Regions from separate parts of the Mus musculus genome. Here region 1 is linked to region 2. The links are chromatin contacts, called in public HiChIP or PLAC-seq maps. All regions are on one chromosome and are shown on one strand. The core of a region is the stretch at or near the end of the contact, and the rest is flanking DNA. Distances in the headings are between cores, read along the strand shown. Region 1 holds the start of Mfsd10 (major facilitator superfamily domain containing 10). Region 2 overlaps Fam193a (family with sequence homology 193, member A).

Region 1 (5,325 bases), core at 736-3,235, 150 kb before region 2:
GCTAGTCAAAGTGTGAGTGCTGGGGGACCCTGTGGAGGCCAGGACTGTCTGTAGGCTAGAGGTGGGCGATGCACCTGCTTCAGCCTGGGACAGGAGACATTGCAGTCGGCAGTCAGCTCACCTCTATAGCCTTTTTGATTCTAACTTTAGGCTTGAGTTTGGACGGAAACAAGGCAGCAGTAAAGAAGAACAGGAAAGGAAAAGACTAATCCACAAACACAAGCGGGAATTTAAAGGCGCCGTCCGAGAGATCCGAAAGGACAATCAGTTCCTGGCCAGGATGCAGCTCTCAGAAATCATGGAAAGGTGAGGAGGAACTGTGTGTACGGGACTAGGGCACCGCTGTGGTGTGACACCACACTCATAGGCCGCTGGTTTTTCTCAGCACTGGGGAGTATGGTGAGCGATATACTTGGCAGCCTTTGCAGGACTGAGGGTAGAGCCATGCATGTGTGGTTCTGAACTGTTAGTGTTCAAACTGAAGAAAGCAAAATACCTGAGAACTGATGCAAGATTAACACTTGCTTTTTTCTCTTTCTCTTTAGGGATGCAGAAAGAAAGCGTAAAGTAAAACAGCTTTTTAATAGCCTGGCCACGCAAGAAGGTGAATGGAAGGCTCTTAAGAGGAAAAAGTTCAAAAAATAAATTGTCTTGTAATGTAGCAAGGCTGTGTGGTGTGTTGTAATGAAGGGTTCTGGGGGTTCATTGTGGAGTGTGGGGTCCCATCTCCCTGCCATGCTCAGACACAGGTTGGGGATGTCTGTGAGAGCTCTGCACTGTTAGATGATAGCCACACACAGAATGACATTTAGGCAGTTGTCCATAAAACTGACAAGCTGTCATAGTGTGGGTAAGTACATTATATACGTTTTACAGTGAAGTCGCCTTCCCACACACTTATCAGATCACCTATCACACATGACAGAACAGGACTGAATCCTTACGTCCAGCCTGGCCCTTGTCACCTGCTATGGCTCTGAGGTGTGAGATCTTGTGCGAGGGTTGGTGGTGCTGAGTAGGAGTTGCGTTTTGGATGTGGTGAAGCCACTGTTGGAGCACAGAATGAATGGCTGTGGGCATCCTGCAGCTCAGAAAGTGCTGGTCAAGAACAACCCTGAAGGGAGATTGGGCTCAGCAGCTTGGCTTACAGGGGCTACATCTACCAACAGTACTCACCTTGTCACCTCTCCCTGTGATTCTTCTGGGACAGAGGCTGCATGACCCACGAGGGGCCTGGGCCTGACACACGCACCAGCTAGGCTACCATCCAGCCCCAGCTTCCTCCACGCCTGAATTAGCCACAGGGCTCTGCCGTACAATGGCTCTGTGTAGCCAACTGCAGCAAGAAGCAGGGTGGCCAAATCTGATACTGGGCATAGATTGAGCAATCTATGAGGAGGAACATGCCAAGGAAAAGTTTATAGAGCCTCCAGATACTGTCCTGTGTCGTCAGAAGGGGAACACAATCCAGCTAGAAGAGCCTATCACTCGAGTGCATCCGGTGTTGTCCTCTGGGAAAGAGTCAGTGTGGACTGTATGGCTCCAACAGGTTAACAGCACTGAAGGGATAGGACTTTAGTGGTTCATCTATCTAAAAGATGAGTCTTTGCTCCAGCTGTTCTCATACTTCAGAGTTGATTGAGGATGACTAAATCCTGAATCCTGTTCTTTCTGTCTCCACCGAGTGCTGGTACTAGAGGTGGGCATCACCATCCCCAACTCCAGCATGGTTTAGAGTAAGCTAAAGTAGGAGGGTCAGGAATTCAAGGTCAACCGTGGCTACATGAGACCCTGATTCAAAAGAAAGATATATAGGTACCAAGGAGACTGAACTGCACAGACAAGCTGTCTCTTACATACACTTAGCTCTTCAGAACTTCACCGCTTGCTTCTAATGCATCTGGAAGCCTGCAAGCCTTCTCTATACTTGGCTGCTGGGAGACTCCAAACCCAGTTCCCGCCACAGCACGGCCTCCCGGAAGAGGAGGTGCCTGTTCCGAAGCCTCCGGGGTGTGGCTGCTATCCAGGGAGGTTCCCTGTTCATCCACCCGTTTGTCCCCGCCTGGAGCTGCGGCACGTGTGCACAGGTCCCAGCTGGGTAGGTGGGAAGCAAAGGTTTCGATATCGTGTGAGGAGGCCGAAGTGGTACACGAACAGGAGCTCAGGGCGCCTACGACTCCCCAACCAGGGATTCCCGTCTTCTCCCCGTTACCCGCTTCACAACAGGGGGCGCCCTGACCACTGCGGCCCTGAGCTTACTGCTGCCCTAGGTTGGTAAGGGAGTCGGGCCTTGAAGGGTGTGCCAGGACCGCATTGGAACCACTTCCGTTTTGTCTGGCAAGAACCTGCAAATTCAGCTTTCAATTGTCAGGTAAACGGGGCCGTCATCACCACACCCTCCTTCCCCCAGCAGGGTCGGAGCTTCCACCATGGGCTGGGCAGGGGATGCGGGCTGTACGCCTCGTCCGCCTATACGGCCTCGGCCCGCGTCCGAGCGTCGCGTGATCATCGTGCTCTTCCTCGGCCTGCTACTCGACCTCCTGGCGTTCACGCTGTTGCTGCCTCTGCTGCCTGGGCTGCTGGAGAGACACGGCCGCGAACAAGTAAGCCCCTCCCCCAAGGCGGGAGCTCTCCCCATGCCTAGCCTATCACAGATTTATCCAGCTGGAGTTACTTTCCTCTTTACCCAGGACCCCCTCTATGGCTCCTGGCAGCGTGGGGTAGACTGGTTTGCTTCAGCCATCGGGATGCCAGCGGAAAAGAGGTACAACAGTGTCCTGTTCGGAGGTATGTCGCTGTGTGCCATGCTGGGGCCCACAACCTTTTTTTGGAGAGCTAGTTCTGCCTAGGCTCTTGGTCAATCATCCTCCCTGGGTTCCTGCCTCCTTTAACTGAAAGGTGTGGGTTGGTTTTGTTGTTGTTGTTGTTTGGGGGAGGGGGTTGTTTTGTTTTGTCTTTTTGTTTTTGGTTGGCTTTTTTTTTTAAACTGAGGCCACCCGAGCTTCAGTCGATGGCCTGTGAATATAGGGCTAAGTGTGGTCAACACTCTAGGACTGATCCTCTGTCTCTCAGGTCTCATCGGCTCGGCCTTCTCCCTCCTGCAGTTCTTCTCCGCACCACTCACAGGAGCTGCCTCTGATTACCTGGGGAGGCGCCCAGTGATGATGTTGTCCCTGGTAAGCCTCTGGAGCCAGCTGTCAACAGGCAGAGGGGAGAATGCAGCTGTGGGGCTCCCCTGCCAACAGTGGGCTCCCATCCCTTCTAGAGGGATCTTCTGGCCCCTGGTGTTACACCAAGCTAAATACACCTAAGGAAAGTACAGGGACACAAGTGGCCCGGGTCTGAGGGTTATATGCTTGCCTGCCTTGCTCTGGGTGCTTCCTGGCCTGAAGTGACCGATCCTGCCACTTGGCCTCCACCCATTGGCAGACAGGTTTGGCCATCTCCTATGCAGTGTGGGCTACCTCTCGGAGCTTTAAGGCCTTCTTGGCCTCCAGGGTGATCGGAGGCATCAGCAAGGGGAACGTTAACCTCTCCACAGCCATTGTCGCTGACCTGGGCTCACCTCCAACCCGCAGCCAAGGCATGGTGAGTGAACAGACCTAGGGAACGGGGATTGATGTCTGGGCTTCAGACTCCATGCCTAGCTCAGGTCTTTTCCCTAGGCAGTCATCGGGGTAGCCTTCTCCTTGGCCTTTACTCTGGGTCCCATGCTGGGAGCATTCCTGTCTGTGGAAATGGTGCCCTGGATCAGCCTACTTTTTGCCATCTCCGACATGTTGTTCATCTTCTGTTTCTTGCCAGAGACACTGCCCCAGGAAAAGCGGGTAGGCCCGGGTCCCCGGAGGGGTGAGGGCTCCTGAGGGTTGGAAGGGGTTTCCTTTCTTATCTGTACCATTGGCAGGGGAGACTGGCCTGCCCTCAAGCTGCTAACATCACAACACCTCTTGGGTTTCTGGGATCTGACAGGTCCTGGTCCCTAAGCTGCCAGGCTGTGTGCTCCCAGCCTCCTGGCCAGCCCTCGCTTTCTCCCACAGGCATCTTCTGTCACCCTGGGCTTCCACACTGCTGCCCACCTGCTCAGCCCCCTGGCCCTGCTTCGCTTTGCGGCTGTCACTCACAGTCAGGACCCGCCTGCTGAGCACAGTAAGGAGGCTTACCCCGGACTGAGCTCTCAGAGTCTTGACCAACCAGCATGAACAACGATCAACCTGTGGTCTGTGTTGACTTGCAGGACTCAGAAACTTACGCCGTTTGGGTCTTGTCTACTTCCTCTACCTCTTCCTGTTCTCAGGCCTGGAGTACACACTCAGCTTCCTGGCACATCAGCGCTTCCAGTTCAGCAGGTAGGTCTCCATATTAGTGGCTTCGAGGTTCTCAGACCCCAGGTCCAGGAAGCCTTTGTGGTACCCCTCCCAGCACTCTGGCTGGTGGCCTTGCCCATCCCCCAGGCAGTTGGTGGCCTAGGGGGCTGGGCGCTCACCCTCCACCTCCTAGCCTGCAGCAGGGCAAGATGTTTTTCTTCATCGGCCTCACCATGGCCACCATACAGGGCACCTACGCCCGGCGGATCAGCCCTGGCAAGGAAGCTGCAGCTGTGACGAGGGTAAGGGACTTACTTCCTCTACAGTGAGCACTCCAGGCAGGCTGGAAACCCAGTCCTGAGACTTCTGTCTTCCCTAGGCAATGCTGCTGCTAGTACCAGCCTTCCTCTTAATTGGCTGGGCACACTCGCTGCCTACGTTGGGCTTGGGACTGATGCTCTACTCCTTTGGTGAGTGGGCTCTGCCAGAGCTGGGGTAGACATCCTCGTGCCTCTCCTAGGCTAACAAGTGCCTCCCATACTCTCTCACCAGCTGCTGCTGTTGTGGTGCCTGGTCTGTCCACCATGGTCTCCAGTTATGGTGAGAGTCCTCCCCAAAAGGCTATGCAGGGTAGGAGAGCTGACAGACATCTGACAAGTCCTCTCCCTTCAGGTTCTCCAGGGCAAAAAGGCACAATCATGGGCATACTGCGGAGCCTAGGCGCCCTAGGCAGGGCGTTGGGGCCGGTGGTGGCTGCCTCAGGTAAGTGCTAGCACTTCCTCCTGCAGCCTTCCCCAGCTGCCTGCTCTGTGCCTGGGGGGGTGGGGGGGTGCAGGAACGGGACTGTGAAGCCTGGGTGGGCACCTGTCTCTCCACAGTGTACTGGCTGACTGGGGCCCAGGTCTGCTTCACTGTGTGCTCGGCCCTCTTTCTGCTCCCCTTCCTACTCCTGTGGAAGCTGAAGCATCCAGCAGAGACTTCCAAGGAGGAGTAGCTGAGCTGCCACACCCAACCCCAGCTG
Region 2 (5,528 bases), core at 1,430-3,929:
CTTGCCTGTAAACCCTTCTTGGATTTTTTTAGATTGAAATTTCTCCTAAAGTTTCGTGTTTCTTGCTTTTAGTATAGACTTAGAAAATCTGTCTAGGTGCCAATACTGAATTTTAATTAAGAAAAGAAGTGTTTGGGGAAGAAGTAAGGTTAGTTTGATCCTTCTAAAGTGTTTTTGGTTTCAAGACTTATTCTGCCAGTATTATCCTTCTGTTGGCTGGTGCTCTTTTGCGGACTTATTGATACCCCGAGTGTAGAGGCAAAAGGCAAAAACAAAAGCAAAATTCTTATACTTTAACAACCAGGTCACACTTGAAATTTTCATCAGTAATAGCCATGGTGCCTTGACTAGTCTCTAAAAGCAAAGCATACTTTTAAATCTAACAGAGGCAGCAGAACTCTGAAAGGTGGAGGCCAGCCTGGTTTACAGAGCTAGTTCCGGGACAGCCAGGGCTACATAGAGAAATTCTGTCTTGAAAAACCAAAACCAAAACAACAATGGCCAGTGCCAGAAAGCAACCTGTGTTTACTAGTCAAGTAGCCAAAGTGAAGGGATGATTTGCTGTGCACCCAAACATGGGCACCGGACAAACAATCCTGACAAGCCAACAACTCCCCTGCCTGACTGCACTGACTTGCTCCTAGTGGCTTGACTGGGAACTTGTTTACTGCGTCCTTGTCATCAGTCTTCCATACACCATTACACATGAGACATCTCATTGTAGTGTCTTCCTACTCAGCCTACAAGAAATGCTGAGAAAGCCTTGCTGTTTTCTGGTGACCCAGTGCCTGGACTCATGAAACATGACAGCCGAAGGCTTTGGTGGCTCTTAGCTTGTCTCGTCTCTAGAACCTCAGCCACAGTAGCTCTCCCCACACCCCCAGCCATGGATTCCAAGTTGGCTTTGTACAGTACTAAGATCTGGAAACTGTCTTCATGCAGAAACTATACCCTCCAAGAGCTCACCAGGTTTCCTAGTCTTCTAACATGTGCTGCCAATATGAAAACACTGTTTGGCAGGATTCTCTGCAAGCTGGCCCCCTCTTGAGGCCCTGTTCAGCGTATATATGAGCATGCATAGTCAAGTGGCCAAAATTCTCATTCATCTCTGAACTAATACCACTTTTATCATGGAGGTGGATCCAGAATAATGCTAGTCTGGGACTGCACTGACACTAAGGCATTTTCAGTTAACATCTGGGGACAACTTACAAAGCTTCATGTTTAAGACAGACAAATTTTATGCATGACTACTTCTGCTTCTCATTGTCACAAATATTCTTCCAGGCATGTTGTCAAAACATGGTGCCAACCCAAGAGCTATTCAACCCAGGGGACAGGAATGTATTCAATCTTAAAACAAGCAAAAGAACAATAAAAACCCTTGTAGGCTGATAGAGTCGCTGTTGCTACTAACGTAAATGTCCCCCCCCCCCCCCGTTGGAAAAAAACAAAACAAAACAAAATAAAACCTTTTAGAAAACAAAATTTGCTGTTGTTTTGTGAAGGAACCAGAGGACTTGTTGCTATGTGGATTTGGGGTCCGTTATGTGCTTGCCAGAGAATCCCTTAGAGAGCAGGAAACTCTATTTAAACTAAAAGACCTCAAGTCAACAGTAATCCTGCTAGTCAGAGATGCATTCAGAGTGCAGCACCTCAAGCCATGACGTACAGATGATACTTGCTATCCAAATATAAGCCTTGCTCACACCTGCTCATTAGTTACAAAAAGGAGGATGGATTTAGTGGTATCAGAAGTGATCCCTGCTGGTCACTTTGTTTTGGTGCTTGACTCTTCAGTGGTTTGAGGAATAACTCCCCAGTAGGTTCATGTTTAAATACTTACTTGGTCCCCAGCTGGTGGAACTCTCCCTGGAGGGTTAGGAGGCACGGCCTTTTGGATAGGTATCACAGGGTGGGGTGAGGTGGGGGGTGGGGTGGGCTTTGAGGTTTTAAAAGACTAGCACCATTCCTAGTGTCTTTTCAACTCTAGTGCCATCTCCTATCTATCACTACTATGCTCCCCGCCATGATAGTCATAGACTCTAACCCTCTGAAACTGTGAGCCCCAAATTAAACAAGTTTTTCTATAAGTTTGCCTTGGTCATGGTGTCTTATCAAATACTAGAAAAGTAACTAAGACAGTATATAAAGTTCAGTGAAAAAAATTTCCAGTTAATGCTTCTTTCCAGCTGTTCCCTTACTTCCTTTCAGGCTCATATTGAGTAATGGAAATAGTCAAACATGAAGCTTCCCTGGAGCCTGCCCACAGGCTCTGGCAGGAAGTCTTCAGTCTCCCTCCGCCAATGATCACTTTGGGCTTTGGTTCCCCACCTAGAAGCAGAATGAACACTGCTAAACTGCAAATATCCTGGCAGCCTCTACAGACGTGGAAAGGGCTGCTCTCAGAACTCCCTCACCACCTACTCTCCCCTCTCCATCAACTGGGACCAGAGGCTTCACTGGCTTCTGTGGTTTTTTTTTTGTTTGTTTTTTTTTGAGGTTGTTGTTGTTGTTCCTCAAACCGGCAAGTTATGCACCCTTGATGACAGAGCCAAAGCAACTTGAGGTTTCTAGGGGAACAGAAAGCTCATTCCTGGCAGTGAACACCATATGACGACGAACTGGCCTGAACACACCCTAAGTACTCAAGAGCTGGGGGCTGAGTTCTCAGTGGCTCTGGGCCCCAATATGGTATTGCTGTTGGGGCACCCAGGCTTTCCCTTTGCCATTATAGTGTTAACAGTTCCTGCTGATGCTACAGCTGGAGATTCTCGGTTCCTCTTGGCAGGTGGCTTGGCTCCAGAAGTAGAGGCCCAGAAAGGCAGTGTGTGGGAGGCAAGCCCAATGCTGGGCCTCTCTAGCCATTTCTGCAACCAGGAAATAACATCAGTATCCCTGGGAATAGAACTAGAATCTCTGCCCTTTCAAGAACACTGTTTATGCAAGGTCACATCCCGGCCTGCTTTTCTTTGTTCCACTGTCCCAGGAACACAGGGATGGGCTGCTTTGTCACCTGGAAAAGAAAAGAAGGCAACCTGTTCTGTACCTCCTCTGGGTACTGATTCACACTTCCATTCTCTGGTGAAAAGTCTTCAGAAGGCTAGGACCAACTGTCCCCTGCCTTCCACAATGGCTCTACTAGCTTGTCATTGTCAGCCTTGGCCTGATGATCTTCCAACTCAGAACTTAGTCATCTTCTAGGTATTGGATGCCTCAGTGTTGAAAATATGAGCCATGTAGCTGAAATTACACGAACCCACAGGTAACTGTGTAAGCTTTTTGTTAGCTCCTAAAGGGGCAAAGATGGTACTAACCAAGCCACTACTCTTTCACTTTTCAATACCATTTACTTTGTTCCTAATTTAAACCCAATTAAGTATTCTACTACAGATCACAACCCCCCTGCTCCCCCAGATGTGGATAGGTACCTGCATACAAGGTTGTAAATAACCCTCTGCTCTGTGTTACAAAGCCTTAGTCTCTATTCCATGTCCTAGGGACCTGGGTATAACCCACAACCTCATCATGCAACTTCCTGGTAATTCTTGGCATGAACACATGAACCCTAATCATTTGTTTGGCTGTTGTGTCTTGCTCATTACCTGTACCAGCCTGGTGTTCAGAAGACAACTGAGGGAACCAGGAACCTGGAGACCTAGGAACACCTTTGGGGTTGGTGGCCGTGGCTCCCTGGGAACAAATATCACCCATTTGATACCTCCCACCACACCCATCATCCCCAGCAGAAAGCAACCAGACTGGGTCTCCTGCTGTACTAATGTATTCCATCTTTCAAAAAGAAAGACATGATTTTAATATTACTTAACAATATGTTAAAAAAGTAGCCAGGCAGGCCTCCGTGTTAATACGGTTGTACGCTCTAGAACAGACTTGATGGTGTGAGTACTGGGTGGGTTTCTTGTTTTTAACGTTCTCATTCTGCAAGGGGTCTTACACAAGCTGGCTACAAGTCAGGGGGTCAAACACAAACAGCGCAACGTGTACACTCAGAAACAGTAGATTGTGAAAGAGGACAAAGGAGGCCTGCCCGCCCAGCCCGCCTTGGGTGGGACACAGGGCACATGGGAGCTGAGGGATGACTGACACCCTGGCGGGGACAGATGACAGGACAGGTCGAGATGCAGAGGTGACAGAGCCACGTGGATGATGCAAACTCGTCTCTGGCCACGGCCCAGGCCTCTGAGGCCGTGGTGGTGGAGGAATTGGCGGGAACTACTGTTCCATTCCGACAGCACAGAGCTACAATCAAAGAAGTCTCACTCACAGACTACACGCACACAAGCTAACAACGCAGGTCGAGCAGCAAGTTCTCGGTCTCGGGGTATCAGGCCACAGCATCCCGCCCTACACACCCTGGGTGGGTACTGAAGCTTAGGGGAGCCAGTGAGGGGCTTGGCTCTTGAGTGGCGCAGCCCAGCTGCCTCCCACACATCCCTCTCCAGGCAGTCCTCATTCAGTGGGCAGCAAAGGTGGCTTTCTTCAAGCTAAAGTTGGACCAGTTGATGGATAGTCTTTGTCGGTTCTGTCTTGCAGAGTCCAAGCAGAATCTGCCAAAACAAAAAGGCAAATTGTCACAGGACAGAGTCTTAACCCAGATTGGCAACCACCGAGCCAACCTATGATTCTTGCTAGCAATTCACTATGGAGGCTCAGTGAGGTTTGAGCTCAAAAGTCTCCATGCTTGGAAGAGTGGTCCCACCTTCAGGATACTGGCCAAGTTAAGTGGCTTGTGTATCTTCTGGTGTCGTTTGATACTGTGATTAGGAGACAGCCAGGAAAGTATAAGAAAAGCAGCATTTACTGTAGGAGAGGGAGAGTTAACCAAATATCACTGAAGGGTTCAAGGAAACCTCATGTATCTACCTGAGAACAGCTGACATCAGTCACTATTATGCCTGAAAAAAGGGCCTGAGTCCTGCTATTTCCCTATGCCAGAAGCACCTGAGACTGATGTAGATTCTGATGTGCTGACATCTAAGCTACTACCTAAAACATAGCCTGCTGCCCAACAGAAGGAACTGTTGGGCAGCTTCAGGCCAGAGATCACCACACAGGAGACAGAACTCCAGGACAGTCCTGCAGCAGGTCTTCTGTGATACATACCTCACAACTGTGGTCAACTGCATGAGCTCACTCAAAACAGTAGATGTGTTCAGGGTAAGACGCTACCAGCCGGCTCAGCCTCCACAGCACTATGAGTCTCATGAAGGAAGGCACACTGTGGTCAATGTGGCTAGGTATGTAGGAGAGCCACAAGGGTCACAAGTAGATAGCTACTTGACCAGGACCTTATGTCACAGGAGCTGCTAGGAAGAACATGTGCTAAGCTTAAGGATATGGTTGCCATGAGCCAGGCAAAACTTCTGTAATTGACCAGAAAGTGCTACAAGTTTGGTAGATCCTATAGTCTGTAGCAATCTCTTACCCTGCCTCAATGACACACAAGCAACCACAGCCATACAGACTCAAGCTGATGTCTCTGATATTCATGTGAAACAACATTT

The links. HiChIP or PLAC-seq counts read pairs in DNA pulled down with a chosen protein or histone mark.
Region 1: an H3K4me3 HiChIP or PLAC-seq map of bone marrow-derived macrophages shows a contact between it and region 2, with 6 times the contacts expected there. The contact joins the promoter of Mfsd10 here to the enhancer-like site in region 2. A contact is called at or near these places in 12 of 39 promoter capture datasets (the C10 cell line, the HPC-7 cell line, the SN4741 cell line and 7 more), 3 of 15 datasets of contacts at CTCF or cohesin (the NIH/3T3 cell line, large pre-B cells and pro-B cells), 6 of 484 Hi-C or Micro-C datasets (Th1 cells, bone marrow-derived dendritic cells, bone marrow-derived macrophages and 2 more), 12 of 115 datasets of contacts at active chromatin or transcription factors (the HPC-7 cell line, acute myeloid leukemia, bone marrow-derived macrophages and 4 more) and 4 of 9 other capture datasets (adipose tissue, liver, macrophages and 1 more).

What each region holds. Positions count from the first base shown.
Region 1 is chr5:34,633,872-34,639,196 of GRCm38.p6, reverse strand. Mfsd10 (major facilitator superfamily domain containing 10) reads left to right here and starts at 1,985. Exons shown (of 13, transcript NM_026660.3): 1 at 1,985-2,270; 2 at 2,414-2,603; 3 at 2,691-2,787; 4 at 3,073-3,176; 5 at 3,430-3,588; 6 at 3,666-3,827; 7 at 4,038-4,146; 8 at 4,235-4,346; 9 at 4,498-4,606; 10 at 4,684-4,774; 11 at 4,857-4,904; 12 at 4,977-5,066; 13 at 5,183-5,325. The coding sequence starts at 2,430. The coding sequence ends at 5,298. Nop14 (NOP14 nucleolar protein) reads left to right here. Exons shown (of 18, transcript NM_029278.2): 16 at 1-12; 17 at 151-306; 18 at 546-661. The coding sequence ends at 645.
Region 2 is chr5:34,484,697-34,490,224 of GRCm38.p6, reverse strand. It overlaps Fam193a (family with sequence homology 193, member A), which reads right to left. Exons shown (of 21, transcript NM_001243123.1): 21 at 3,767-4,571. The coding sequence ends at 4,478. Among named protein-coding and RNA genes, the nearest start is that of Tnip2, 27 kb to the left of the region's middle. Within about 2 kb of position 2,679, at least 40 of the 459 cell types and tissues checked have an H3K27ac peak or open chromatin away from gene starts, as enhancers often do. A contact at or near this core is called in adipose tissue, bone marrow-derived dendritic cells, bone marrow-derived macrophages and 1 more, where this site is marked.